Linked DNA regions of Mus musculus: all the other regions are linked to region 3. A link is a contact called in public promoter capture Hi-C data. All regions are on one chromosome and are shown on one strand. Each heading gives the region's core, a stretch centred on a gene start, on an enhancer-like site or on the middle of the called end of the contact. The rest is flanking DNA. Distances are from core to core; before and after follow the strand shown. Region 1 overlaps Gm38664. Region 2 has its middle 30 kb from the start of Gm39718. Region 3 holds the start of Trp53bp2 (transformation related protein 53 binding protein 2).

Region 1 (4,091 bases), core at 1,388-3,887, 1.2 Mb after region 3:
CAGTTCTGTGGAATCTGACGCTCTCTTCTGACTTCATAGGTACCAGGCATGCACATGATACACATGTCCACATGCAGACAAAACACTCACAAACATGAAATAACAAACCTAAAAGAAAAGAATATATACATACATGCATACACACCACACACACACATACACACACATATAAATTGGTTTTTTGAGACAGGGCTTCTCTGTGTAGCCCTGGACTCACTTTGTAGACCAGGGTGGACTTGAACTTGTAGAAAGCCACCTGCCTCCACAGTGCTGGGATTAAAGGGCTGTGCCACCGTGCCAAGCACTAAGAAAACTGAAAAATAAGTTAAAATATATTTCAGAGAGAAGCACATATATAAAGCAAAATAAATCTTTCTCCATCCCACAGTAGTGCCCCTTGGAGATCATCAAAGAGTCTCTGGTTTATCTTTCCAGAATCTTCTACAAACATATATTTTGTCGATTGCATTTGCAAGAATTTTACTTATAAATAATTCACTTAGTAACAGTAATGACTGCTAATGTATAAGGTCCATCTTATTTATATTTATTGGAAGAAGAAAGCTAAAGCATCTAAAAATAATAAAAATGGACAAGTCTTCCAGAGTGCAGTTCTTGAAATGACCACCAGGCGTCAGAGCTGCCAGTCGGAATCCCGGAGCACTGGAAAGTTACAAGAGGGGCAGTGTCCATAGACCGCATGGGTGACTCCTCCCAGGCAGCTGCTTTGGCCCTTTGGCCCAGTGTCTCACTCGCTGGCTTAGAGGTGGTCTAGGAAAGGGATTCTCAGGAAAAACACCGGGGTGAACACCTAGCTGGCCTCCCTTGGGTCTCTAGAGAAGCTGTCTAACACTGTCAAACCTCTGTGAGAAATACAAATGTGGTCAGCCTTCCTGTCACTGCAAGGCTGCTTTTTTAAGTCAAGACCTTTCCTGTCCAAAGCTGGGGAACAGGAGGGGACTCCGCCATACCATCCTGTTTCAGGAGGAACATCCAGTTCTGGGTAGACAGAGCTCTGTGTAAGCAGGACACCAGCTCTTGCCACTTCCTAGTTGACTCAGCACACACTTCCTGTCCAGGCCCAGGCTGCCATCTCCAGATGCTGAGAAAGAAGTGCCAACCCCTGCAGGGAGCACAGGGGCACCCCGTTCACAACTCTCAGGCTGCTGTTCAAGGGAGTTAGTTACACTGCTGCTCTTCCTTGCTCCTCCTGACTGGCCATGGGTACCCCAGCTCTATGGAGCTGACACCTTGTGGGATATGGATCCTGGGAGCAAGCTTCCTCCTGCACCTTCCTAGATTGCCAGCATCCAGAGGGGGACAGGACAAAGAGAGGGTCCAGCATGAGAGACTCATCCTGGGAGGACACAGCGATCCCTGGAGGGGAACAACAGAAATGTCTCGAAGAGGCCGGCAAATCATTCCGCAGTGTCCCAGGGAGCATTTGTCTAGGGTTCCTTGGACCACATCCCACTTCTGGACCTGGGATGATGGAAAGATTCACACAGAGCTCAGACCCACTACACACTGCGGCAGGACTTTCTTCTCCAGATGCCTGTGGAAGGGGCAGGGGCTGGTGGGATGGGAAGGAGGATGTAAGAAGAGTCCTGCCCTTCTCGGGCAATGATACTTGAGACGTGACTTCCGTGCTTCCTGACAGGCAAGTTAAAGTGGTCTTTTTATGGGAACTGAGAGTCCGTATCTACTCAACTGGCATATCCTATAGAGGGCCGCATGAAGCAACCATAATTATTTTAGTCACTACACATTTTAAAAGCTATATACATAATTTAAAATGACACATCTGTGATGCCATACACATAGTAAAAATGCTGGTTATTATTAAAACATAGGTTCTATTCACAGTCAAATAAGATTACACCGGATGTTTGATGTCCCATACATAATGTATGAGCCAATGCTTCGTGTAATAATACAAAGGGGACACTTGCTTTGGGATGGACTTTAACTTACCATGCAGGATAGAAGCTGTGGCTTTGATGTGGCTTACAGAGGAATGGCAACAAGGTGCCCTCCCCTTTTGTGCTATCACATGGGACGTATGACGAGTGAGAGGAAGAACCTCCTATAGTGTGCCCCCCACTCCAGCCCTGACAGCGGGAGCTGAGAATGTGCTTCAGGCTGAGCCACTCCAGCTGCCCCCCAGCCCCCTGGAAAGCCGCACTTCAGTCACAAGCGCCACTTCACAGAACCATTCAAATGACAAGGGTTCCCCAGGCCAAGAGAGACTTCACAGGCCCCCCTGCACCTGAAACCTCCAGGCTACCAGATCCTGTGGAAAGGGAGCGATGGGTGCTGAGGAGAGAGGGAGGGTTCAGCCCCACCCTACTGAATCAAATACCTGCTTGCCCACCCTCTAAGTTACTCATGCTTCAGGCCTGTGAATCATCCAAGAGGTGGGCGGTCATGTTGAGTTTGTCACGTGTGGTATCCTAATGACAACAGTCCCATCCTCTGCTAATCCTTCCTTAAACGACTCCACCTCCAAGCCCCATGGTCAGCCAGGCAAAGGCCAGCTTTGCAACCTCCAAAGTTTCCTCTGCAGGGCCATGGGGTGTGTCCCTTCTAGAGAGTGAGTCAGGAAATTGCTGAGGTGAACATACAAAAACAGCACTTCCTGCATCAGACGCCAGCCTGGCACACAAGAAGGTCAGGCTAAACGCTCAGGTCACGAGCAACCCTCCCACACGGGCAGGTGGCCTTCTTCACCTACACCCAAACAGCTTCCGAGGTGGTGACAAATCGCTGTGCCTATTGCCCTGCAAACAATAGCGAGGGAGAAGGATGCTTTCCTCAGCAGGCAGGTCTCCTCGCTCAAGCTTTCCTGACCCGCCAGGAGAAAAGCAAACTGACTACAGCGATGGGGATCCAGAGGGTGGCTTCCCTCACTCCCCAGTGGCTCATTACATTTCAATTCTGTTCAATACAATGCAGATGGATTGTGTGTGTGTGTGTGTTTTTTAAACTTTACAGAGCCTCCTGGCTTTTATAAAGAGATGTTAGTTGGAGTTGAAGGACAGAGAGAAGCAGAGATGGGGGACCCGTAAAAACAGGCCCATGAGCAGCAGGATTCAGATTTGGATGGGCAGAGCAAAGCATCTTTTATTCCAGGAGCCGTGTTAGCCGGACGTCTCCGGTACCCGGCTTCTTAGAGCAGCACAGTGCACTCTCCTTGTGATTTTGGCTGGATCACAATAGATCTGCTCCAGCCGATCCTATCTAAATTCTGATGCTCACTACGCCATCTTTTGGATAGCCCGGTCTATTCAGGGTCGGAATGAACTGACCTCAGGTCTTAACAGCCTGCGACAAGAGGCAGAGGAGAAGGCCCCGCTTCTTCCTTGTTCTGTTCCTCTTCTTCCTCCCATGCTACGACAAAAAGCTCTCAAAACTTGTCAAGGACCTCGCCTTGGAAGGAAATACATGATCAGATTCTCGCTTCGGATCATGGTGCTGTGGGTTAGTGACAGTCGCAGCCTCCAGCACCTACAGGTGCTAGACAGCTGGACTCACATGGGTGTCCTAAATGTCCTGTGTCCTAAATGTCCTGTGTTCTTCTGGCCACCAAACTCTGTGCTTTCTAAAACACCCATTTCTTCTTGAAATATAGCCCACATTTAATAGAGACACGATGAAGAAATAGATCACTTTCTTCTCACTCTGGCCACCAGAAATACAAAAGCACAGCCACAAATACCAGCTGACAGCCATTCTGAGGTCTGGGAGGCAACAGGGAGTAGTGGAGACTGAGGTAAACAGAAGCACCCATCACATGTTAAGGGCAGAAACCTCTGTTCACATCAGTCACTTGCCTTGCAGAAACTTGTACTCAAGTCTTTGAAGAGAAAACCCAGAAATCCAAATTCTTTTTTTTTTTTTTTTTGATGGAGAGAGACAGTCTCAAGTAGCCCAAGTTAGCCTCAAACTCACTACACAGCCAAGAATAACCTTGAACTCTTTATCCTCCATTATCCATCTTCCAAGTGTTGAGGTTGTAAGTTTGACCACACACACACTCACTCACACTCACATACACACACACTCACACGCACTCACATACACACACACAC
Region 2 (4,327 bases), core at 1,538-4,037, 1.2 Mb after region 3:
CCCTGTCTGACGATCACACCACCTCATAGGTCATTATCTGATTTCCTTTAACACCAGCTGCCTTTGTTATAAATGAATTCATCCCTTAACGATTCACTAGCCCTGAGAGATTCATTCCCAAAAGATCAAAATCCTGTAATCAAGAGACCTTAAAATAGAGAAAACCTGCCCGTGGGCCTTACTGCCAACTTCTGGGGGAGTGAAAGGGAGTAGGCTTCCCAAGTAACAAGTGAGTTAAACCCTAAAGCCGGCCACTTCAAGAAAAGAACCAGACCTCTAGTGCAATGGATCACAGATCAAAGAGCTTACAGTTAAAGCTTTGGCCTCTTCAAAGTCCTTTGCACCTAGAGACTGTTATAAAAATCAATTATCAGCTCATCAACTTTACTGACCAACAGTGGTTTGTATGATGTCACTAGAAACACACACTCACACACACAAAGGGGGCGCTATAATCCAGTTCGAATGGCAAAACAATATAAACTAAAAAAGAAACAAAATCTTAGAGACAGATCACCTCGAGTTAGAATCCCAATTCTCTCAGTGCCCGAGGTCTGGTCAATCTCCAGTGTTCTCAGAGATCAAGTGGATACTTATGTCTGCCCCAGGGATTTGATATACTTGTGTAAGTTCATTGAGATACCAGGGAAAGGGCCGCCACCTATGGAGCTCCGTAAACTTGAGGCAAGTCATTATTGTTACATAGTATCCTGTCCATTTGCAGAGAGCCATGACTGAGGGGATGAGGTCACATCTGACTGAGTACCCAAGGCACGTGCACTCTGACTGATCTGACCAGGATCTGTGATACAAAAGAAGGCATGTCCATTGCAAAGAGGCCATACTCTGCCCCCCGGGGAGGGGGAGGGGAGGACATTCATGGAAAGCATCCAGCAGCACAGGACTGTACCTAACCTCCAGGTGTGCTATGCCAGGCACTGTGCTTCTGCCAACACCTTGACCTTCACATCGCCTCTTCCAAAGCAGTCTCCTCTAATTCCTTCTAGCTGGGCAGTGAAACATTTGCTGCTGGCTTCCCATCTTCCAGATGGTTAAACTGAGGCTCAGCAAGGCAAAACAAAAGCATCTCAAAGCTAGCTCTAGGTGGACTTGGGTTTGTATTTAGTTTCGTTGTTTGTTTTGCTTTGAGATGGCGGCTCCCTACGTAGCTCACACTGGCCTGAAACTCAGTATGTAACATAACTTTGTCCAGCATTCACGAGCCTCCTGCATCGGGGCTTCCCAAGTGCTGGGATTACAGGCCTGTACCTTCTAGCTTCCAAGTAGACTTTGAACTCAAACAGTGTGATTCAGCATAGAGGGCTAGTTACTGCTCTATCATAGGAGAGCTCGGAGGAAGACTTACATGGGATGCGAGGGCGACCCCCCAGCTCTAGGAAGGATTGAGTTGGGCTCTCTAGGAAAAGCAGGATGGACTTGGTGGTCCGAGATCTGTTTTGAGAGAGGTTGGGGACAGGATTCCAGGATTGAAGCCTACCAGAGCTGCTGAGAGTTCCAGAAAAGAATGTGAAGTGAAGGGGGAGGGGTGGATAATAGAGCAGGGAGCACAGGACCAGCCTCTCCCACCCAGAGGTCCCAGAAGTGCTGAGGAAGGGAACTTCCAGGGTGCCCAGGGCGAGGTTGGGGATCAATTTCCCTTAGAAAGTGGGGCAGGAACCCAGAATTTCACCCTGTTGGCATTCGAGTAACCGCCTACATTTCTAAAGAACACACCACAGTTTACAAATTACTTGCACAAAAAAAAATGTCCTGTTTCACTATGACAGGCAACCTGTGTTAGGCAACTTAAAAATCCTGCACTGAGCTGAGTTCACCGCGGGCCCAGTGAGGGTGGTTCTGTTACTGTCCCTCCCGTACTGGAAAACAGAGGCCAAGGTCAGTTGTCATGTGGCAACATTGGGGTTGGAGCCCAGATCTAATTCGGGAAGGACTCGCTTAAACCGCAGTCCCCAAACAACCTAAGAAGCAAGCAAGTTACTGTTAGCGCTTTGCAGGTGGAGAGGCTCGAGTGAGTATGGACTCTAGCAGGTTCACTCTGCTCATGGTTAAACCAGGTTTCCAGACGTGAGTAGCACAGAGGATTTGCAGGAGGGCCGCGGGTAGACACACCCGAAGCCCGGGTCTGTCTATCTAAGTTCCACAGCTGCCGTACACACCCGTACAGCCTTGGGGAGAAATATTCCAGATTACCAAACACAGCGCTTGTACAATAATCAGGTTGTGCGAAGACCAGATTAGGGAAGACCCACCCCGTGTAGAGCCCCGAGGCTCGAAACCCTCCGGATGGTACTGGCTAGGGCTGGTGATACCTCCTCACCCAGAACCTGGAATTAAGGGAGGCGGGTTCTGCTCCTCTAGAGCCCAAACCCGAGGAAGGAAATGGAAGGGTGGGATGGTGTCAGACGGAAGGGAAAGCAGAGAAGAGGAAGACCAAAGCCAGCAAGGGGGAAGGGGAGGCTCAATGGTCTACGCCCTGACTGTGCGGCAGATGCATGAGGCCCCAAGACTCTGCCTGGCAAGTGCAGACTGATTGCATAGGATCAAATACCGTGCAAGGTTAGTACACCGTGTCCTAGGTAGAGAGGAGGATTTTAATACAGAATAAAGGCCGCCCTCTTTCCTGCCCTCCTCCCACAGAGGGGGGGGAGGGGGGTGACTGGCCCTGGCAGGTCGCCTGTCCCCGCCCCGCGCCCTCCCCAGAGCCTCCTGCCCGCTGAGGTCGCCGCCCAGCAAAGCCTGGGCACTCCTCCCTTGCTTGCCGCAGGTCTCGGCCCATCACCCGAGCCTGGTCCCACCCGCCAAACCACATACTTTCACCTCCGTCTCACCCTTCCCTCCACCCTTCCCGTCTTCCTGGCCCAGTCCTCGCCACTCAGATGATTTTTAAGTCTGCCGCTTCCTTTCAATGGCTAGAGAAAGGATGGAAGGCTTGTGTTTGGCAGTGTTTAAATTACTCCAGAAAACACCCAGTGGCAAAGACAATAAAAGGGTACAGTTTCTTCGGCTGCTTCCGCAGGGCAGGGGGAGGGGTGGCCCGCTAACCTCCACCCACCTGCCGCCCGCCCGCCAGCTGTCTTCTGGGTGGACAGCACGGGGTCTCACCCCTGTCCCCTCCCCCCACCTCCTCTTTGGCAGGCTGGCAGCCTAGGCCAGCTGGATGGCTTGTCTCTACTCTGAGCTAGAAGGCTTCTGAAGTTAGCTGAGGCTCACAACTCTCATGCGCCTGCTGGGCGATCAAGACTTTTTACAAGGAGGGTGGCGCTATTGCCTCCTATCCGTGTCCATCAGAAACCCCTTCCTGACCAGCTTCGTTCCCACAAGCAACTGCGGCTGCTATCTCATGCCACCCGCGTATTCCAGCAGAGTTTGAGGAAGACCCTAATTTCCATTTCTTCCAGCAAATATGATTGCTTGACTCCAACTTCTGAGGTCCTGGGGAAGACAAGAGCCTGTGTCTGGGCTCATCTTAGCAGTTAGCTTGGAATCTGCTCACAACGGGTCACCCCCGGGGAAGTAAGTCCCTTGCTCACAACCTCGATGGCAACCATCCAGAACGAGAGAGAACTCTGCACACCTCAGCTCACCCTGCCTGTCCCCAGGAAGACTCACACTTGCCCATGCTCCTACCCGACCTCCTTCCAATCCTTTGTCTAAGGAACCTCCTGTAGCAGGACTGTCCTAGAAAGCATCCAGCTAAGAAAGACTTCTGCATTAAAGCATTACTTGCTACAGTAGAGCTACGTTCAAGCTTCTAAGTGACTGTCTGCTAATGATGTGACCTTGGGCAAGTCACTTAATCATGCTAAGATCCATGTTAGTCACCTGTCGATTTATCATCGATGCCAGAGTGCAGCCTGCTGCCCATATGAAAGGGGAGTGAACACAGCTTCCTCACCCCCATCTCTATTACAGATGGAGCCCAGCGCATCACAGGTGCTACTGAGCGCCCCTGACAGCTGGCCCGAGACACACCTCCACGCTGCTGCCTGAAGCAGCTCGAACTCCTCAGCTGCCTCTCAAGTGAAGTGGGAGTGGATTTCACTGCAGAGAGAGATTTTAGGGCGAGCCAATAAGACACACAGTTGGGGTTTATTAAGAAGGCATGCCAGCTTGAAGAAAAAGAGGGGCTCGGGTCAGATAATGCACACAGATCCACAGGTGTGTGGGCCTCTCAAGGGGGAGTGTCCCTGCCGTGTCTTAGTGACAACCACACATATAATGTTGGTAGCTCTCAAGCTACATCTCACAGCATCAATAAGAAGACCCCCCCCCCTTTTTTTTTTTTTTTTTTTTTTTTTTTTTTGAT
Region 3 (3,992 bases), core at 1,214-3,713:
TACTTTTACGGGCTTAGTAGCTTAGTGATGAAGTGCTTGTCTAGCATGTATACAAGATCCTGGTTGGATCCCAAGTACCACACACACACAGAAGTTTTATTTTCAAGTACCCTAATAACACAAGTATAAAGGCATATAAAACTAAGGCTTGGGTGCTGGAAAGATGGCTTAATCATTAAGAGAATTTGTTATTCCTTCTTACAGAGGTCCCAGGTTCAATTCCCAACACGTACCTAGCCACTCAAGACCATTCATAACTTATTTTTCAGGGGATCTGATGACCTCTTCTGATCTCTGTGGGCACCAGGCACACACATGGTAAACAGGCATACATAAAATAAATCTCTTGTAAAAAGAACACAAGGATGCTAAATGAAAATGTATCATATTTTTATCTATCACAGACTAAGAATCTCATGTTTAATCACTGTTGCTAATTCAGGGTGTTTTCTAGCAACTATTCCAAGCCAGGCATCGTATTAACCCCTTCCTTCATAAACAGTGACTCCAATCTTCCAAAGCACCCTGAGAATTGGCATTGTATCACCCCCAAGATACAGATGATGAAGATGAGAGACAGATTTTTCTTAAACATCTGGGATCACTAATGCTGTGCAAAATTCCAAAGCGCATCAAATTTCAAAGCTAGAATAGCATGCACACTACACCTTTCCTAGTAAGTCTACTCTGACACCAGGAAAGCAGTCAAAGCCACCAGACTTGCTGAAGTGACTTTAGTCCCAAGATTCAATAACTTTTTACAAGAATTCTGATCATCTGCTATGTGGTTTGGAGAAAAACACCCCTACATAAAACAAAAAAAAAAAAAAAAAAAAAAACAAAGGATACCTTGATTTAAACTGATCTTTCAGGAAGAAATCATCCTGCAATTAAAACCACCTATTCTTTTCCTTTCTCTGTTCAGGGGAAGCTGATGGCAAGCTGCAAAGGTTTTTTCACAACAGTGAGATAAAAACACAGGAATAAAAAAGTTAACAAAACAGTCTATCATAACCAAGGTATGCGTTTTAAGATATTCACATCACAGCCCTAACTTAATAAATGAGACTAAACCATTAGTTACAAAATGCTAGTAATTCCAAATTTCTTGACTCTTAGCAATTGTAACCATCCCAAGCCACCTAATAACCTAATAACCAAAATATTATATATGTGTCCAACCTAGAAAAATTTAGGAACACCCTCCACAACGCAAAGGGGCAAAGAGACAGTATAGTATATTCTGCACGTGTAATTACAAAAAAACCAAAACAAAATAGAACATTGAAACACAAATTTTAACACTCTTTCTTGGATTTTATAAAAGCAAAAAAATTAAGTTGTTTTAAGTTTTTATCGTTTTGTTTTCTTAAACAAGTGATGCGATAAGAACGTGAGTTGATGAGGGGTTTAGGGATGGATATGGCTAAAATACGTGACCTTTCAAAGAATATATAAAAATTATTTTTTAAAAAAGGACTTAGGTTGACTGCGATTAATCCTGCTTGAGAGGAGAACAAATACAACACCCACGAGGAAATAAATACACGGCTGCAGGAGCCACCATAACCAGTCAGATCTTGTGCTTGCTAAGGGGGCTTTTCAGAAACACCTCCATTCAACCTGCAAGTCACCTGTGACGCTGGCCAAGTCAGATGCCAAAAGAATTCACTCATCTTTCTTAGAGGTCTTGCAGAAAAAAAGCTGGGGGAGCGGGGCACTGAAGTTTTCCTCTGAACTAAAACTTTCAAGGCTGCATTTACTAAAACCTGTTTCCACAAAGAGATAGATAGGGTGACATGGCTGCTATCACCAACATCAGATCGAAATTCAAGTTAAAAAAAAAAAAAACTGGCAGAAAGAAAAAGAAAGGCAAGCCTTTTCAAGCGCTATGCTTCACTTCAGTAAAAAGCCTCAAAACAATTCAAAGAAATAGGCTAAGAACAAGGTTCCCCGGCTCTTGACCTTCAAAACAAGCTTCCCCAAAGGTCTCATCCGAGAAGCAAAGTTTGGAGCAGCGGCCCGGGCTGCCGCACTGCCTGCGGGGCAGCATCGCGACCGTCGCGGGGACCCAGAGGGACGGAGCCTCAGAGCCTCGAAGCCCGAAGCTCCACCGGCTCCGCTGACCCGGCCCCCCCGCCCTGTACACTTCCGGGCCCCAGCACGCCCACCCGCTTACCGGCATCATTTTGGACCCGAACCGCATGGAAGCGGGGGTCTGGCGGCGGCCTGGCCGAGCAGAAGTGACCCGAGGGTCGCGGGCCCGGGGAAGCCAAGCGAGAACGAGGCCGCGCGCCCGGCGGCCGACCTGTTGCGAGGCAGCGGCGCTGGAGTCCCCTCAGCGGACCGGGACGCCACCGAGTCCGGGGCCCAATCCCCTCGCCCGTCTCCGGGACGCGGCTTTGTCTCGGCGCTCGCGACTCCCACCTCCTCCTCCTCCTTCTCGCCGAAACCAACTAATCCCGGCCGGGCCCCCACCGAGGCGCGCTGGCCCCGCCCCCCACGAAGCCCCGCCCGCGGCGCGCCCCAAGGCTTGAGGTAAGGGGGAGCGGAGCGCCAACCGGGCGGCGAAGGCGCATGCGCAGATGCTGGGGGCGGTGCCAGAGGGGGCGGGAACCTTTGCTCCGAGGGAGGAAGATGCAGGCGGCGGAGCTGCTCCTGAACGCGCCTCCAGGCGGAGCCAAGGCACGGGAGGGCGGCGCCGCAGGAGAACAATAATCGTAAAACGCGGGGATGGAGCCCAGGGCTGTGTCCCTCACCTCCTTGGCGGTTCCGAGTTGCTCAAGAGAGTTGAGCCCTTTGCCTTAGGAACCATGAACCAGCCACAAGGCGCCGGACGCCGAGGGGCCTGGGCGGCGCCGCCTCACACACCTGACTCAGGGCGCCCTGAGGGATCCGAGCGCCCCACAAGATGGAGACCTGCGAGTCCGCCGGGCCGGAGCACGTTCCTGACAGAAGGCGCTCTCGGATTTGTCCTCATCCCTCAGGCGATGTCCAAGACCCCCCTCTGAATGGCCTGTTACTTCTATAATGTAAGAAGGGAAAAGCCCTTCAGTGTTGAGAAGTGGGGGGGTTCCCTGTGTTTTGAACAGCACGCTCAAAGGATTTGAAAATGGGTAAAAACAGCTTTCTGGGGCGCTCTTCAGCTCATCACGACCTGTAAACACTTTTAACACAAGGACCATTTTTTGGAGCCGTCGAAGCTCACGCTGGGAAATTGGCAGTAGTTCGCTTTGATAGGGAGGCAGATAGTCGAGTCCATTATCCAGAGAGACATAGGCTTCAGGAACACTAACTCCACGAAGCTCATTTCACGTCAAGTAACCCGTGCAAGCTCATTTGGAATCAGAGGACAGAAGAGTCCCCAAAACGAAATGAAATGAAGCACCAGAATGTATACAGCTTCAAGAATGGAGCCAGCTGAATGTGGTAGCGTGCACTAGTAATCTCAGCGCTTGGGAGGCTGAGCCAGGAGAATTGCAGTGAGTTCCAGGCCAGCCTGAGCTGAAAGAGTAAGACCTTACCTCAAATGACACTTTTATAAAAATTAAATATAAATTGACCTGTGTGTGGCACAGATCTATATCCCCAGGTACTCAGAATGCTGAGGCAGGAAAATCCCAAATTTAAGGGTTCCCAGGGCAGCTTTAGCAGAATAGGTCTCAAAATGTAAACGGGGGGGGGGGGGTCCCTGGAGTCAGACATAGTTTAGTGATAGAGTGTTTAACATGAATAAACTCCTGGTTTTAATACAAAGCACAACAGAAAGAATGAGCACTTATTGTTTGTCGTCCCAGCACTAGAAGGCTGAGGCAGGACGTATCAAGAGTCTGAGGCCAGCCTGGGCTACATGCTCTGTCTCCAAATAAATAAACAACAAATAAAAGAATAATTATTTTTTTATTTTAACATATCCCTTACCCAAAAAAAAGAATCATCCAACTCCCAGTTAACATCATCCCAGCTACTCTATCATCCCAGCTACTCTATCT

The links. Promoter capture Hi-C pulls out the DNA fragments that hold promoters and counts their contacts.
Region 1: a contact with region 3 is called in a promoter capture Hi-C map of embryonic stem cells, with 7 times the contacts expected there. The contact joins the enhancer-like site here to the promoter of Trp53bp2 in region 3. A contact is called at or near these places in 4 of 39 promoter capture datasets (embryonic stem cells, hippocampal neurons, liver and 1 more).
Region 2: a contact with region 3 is called in a promoter capture Hi-C map of embryonic stem cells, with 8 times the contacts expected there. The contact joins the enhancer-like site here to the promoter of Trp53bp2 in region 3. A contact is called at or near these places in 4 of 39 promoter capture datasets (the C10 cell line, embryonic stem cells, hippocampal neurons and 1 more), 1 of 484 Hi-C or Micro-C datasets (liver) and 2 of 115 datasets of contacts at active chromatin or transcription factors (astrocytes and pancreatic cancer cells).

What each region holds. Positions count from the first base shown.
Region 1 is chr1:181,229,442-181,233,532 of GRCm38.p6, reverse strand. It overlaps Gm38664, which reads right to left. Exons shown (of 6, transcript XM_011238899.2): 3 at 1,251-1,377; 4 at 972-1,123; 5 at 218-313. Among named protein-coding and RNA genes, the nearest start is that of Wdr26, 20 kb to the right of the region's middle. Within about 2 kb of position 2,637, at least 145 of the 459 cell types and tissues checked have an H3K27ac peak or open chromatin away from gene starts, as enhancers often do. A contact at or near this core is called in embryonic stem cells, where this site is marked.
Region 2 is chr1:181,255,306-181,259,632 of GRCm38.p6, reverse strand. No RefSeq gene overlaps it. Among named protein-coding and RNA genes, the nearest start is that of Gm39718, 30 kb to the left of the region's middle. Within about 2 kb of position 2,787, at least 318 of the 459 cell types and tissues checked have an H3K27ac peak or open chromatin away from gene starts, as enhancers often do. A contact at or near this core is called in astrocytes, embryonic stem cells, liver and 1 more, where this site is marked.
Region 3 is chr1:182,407,638-182,411,629 of GRCm38.p6, reverse strand. Trp53bp2 (transformation related protein 53 binding protein 2) reads right to left here and starts at 2,463. Exons shown (of 18, transcript NM_173378.2): 1 at 2,180-2,463. The coding sequence starts at 2,206.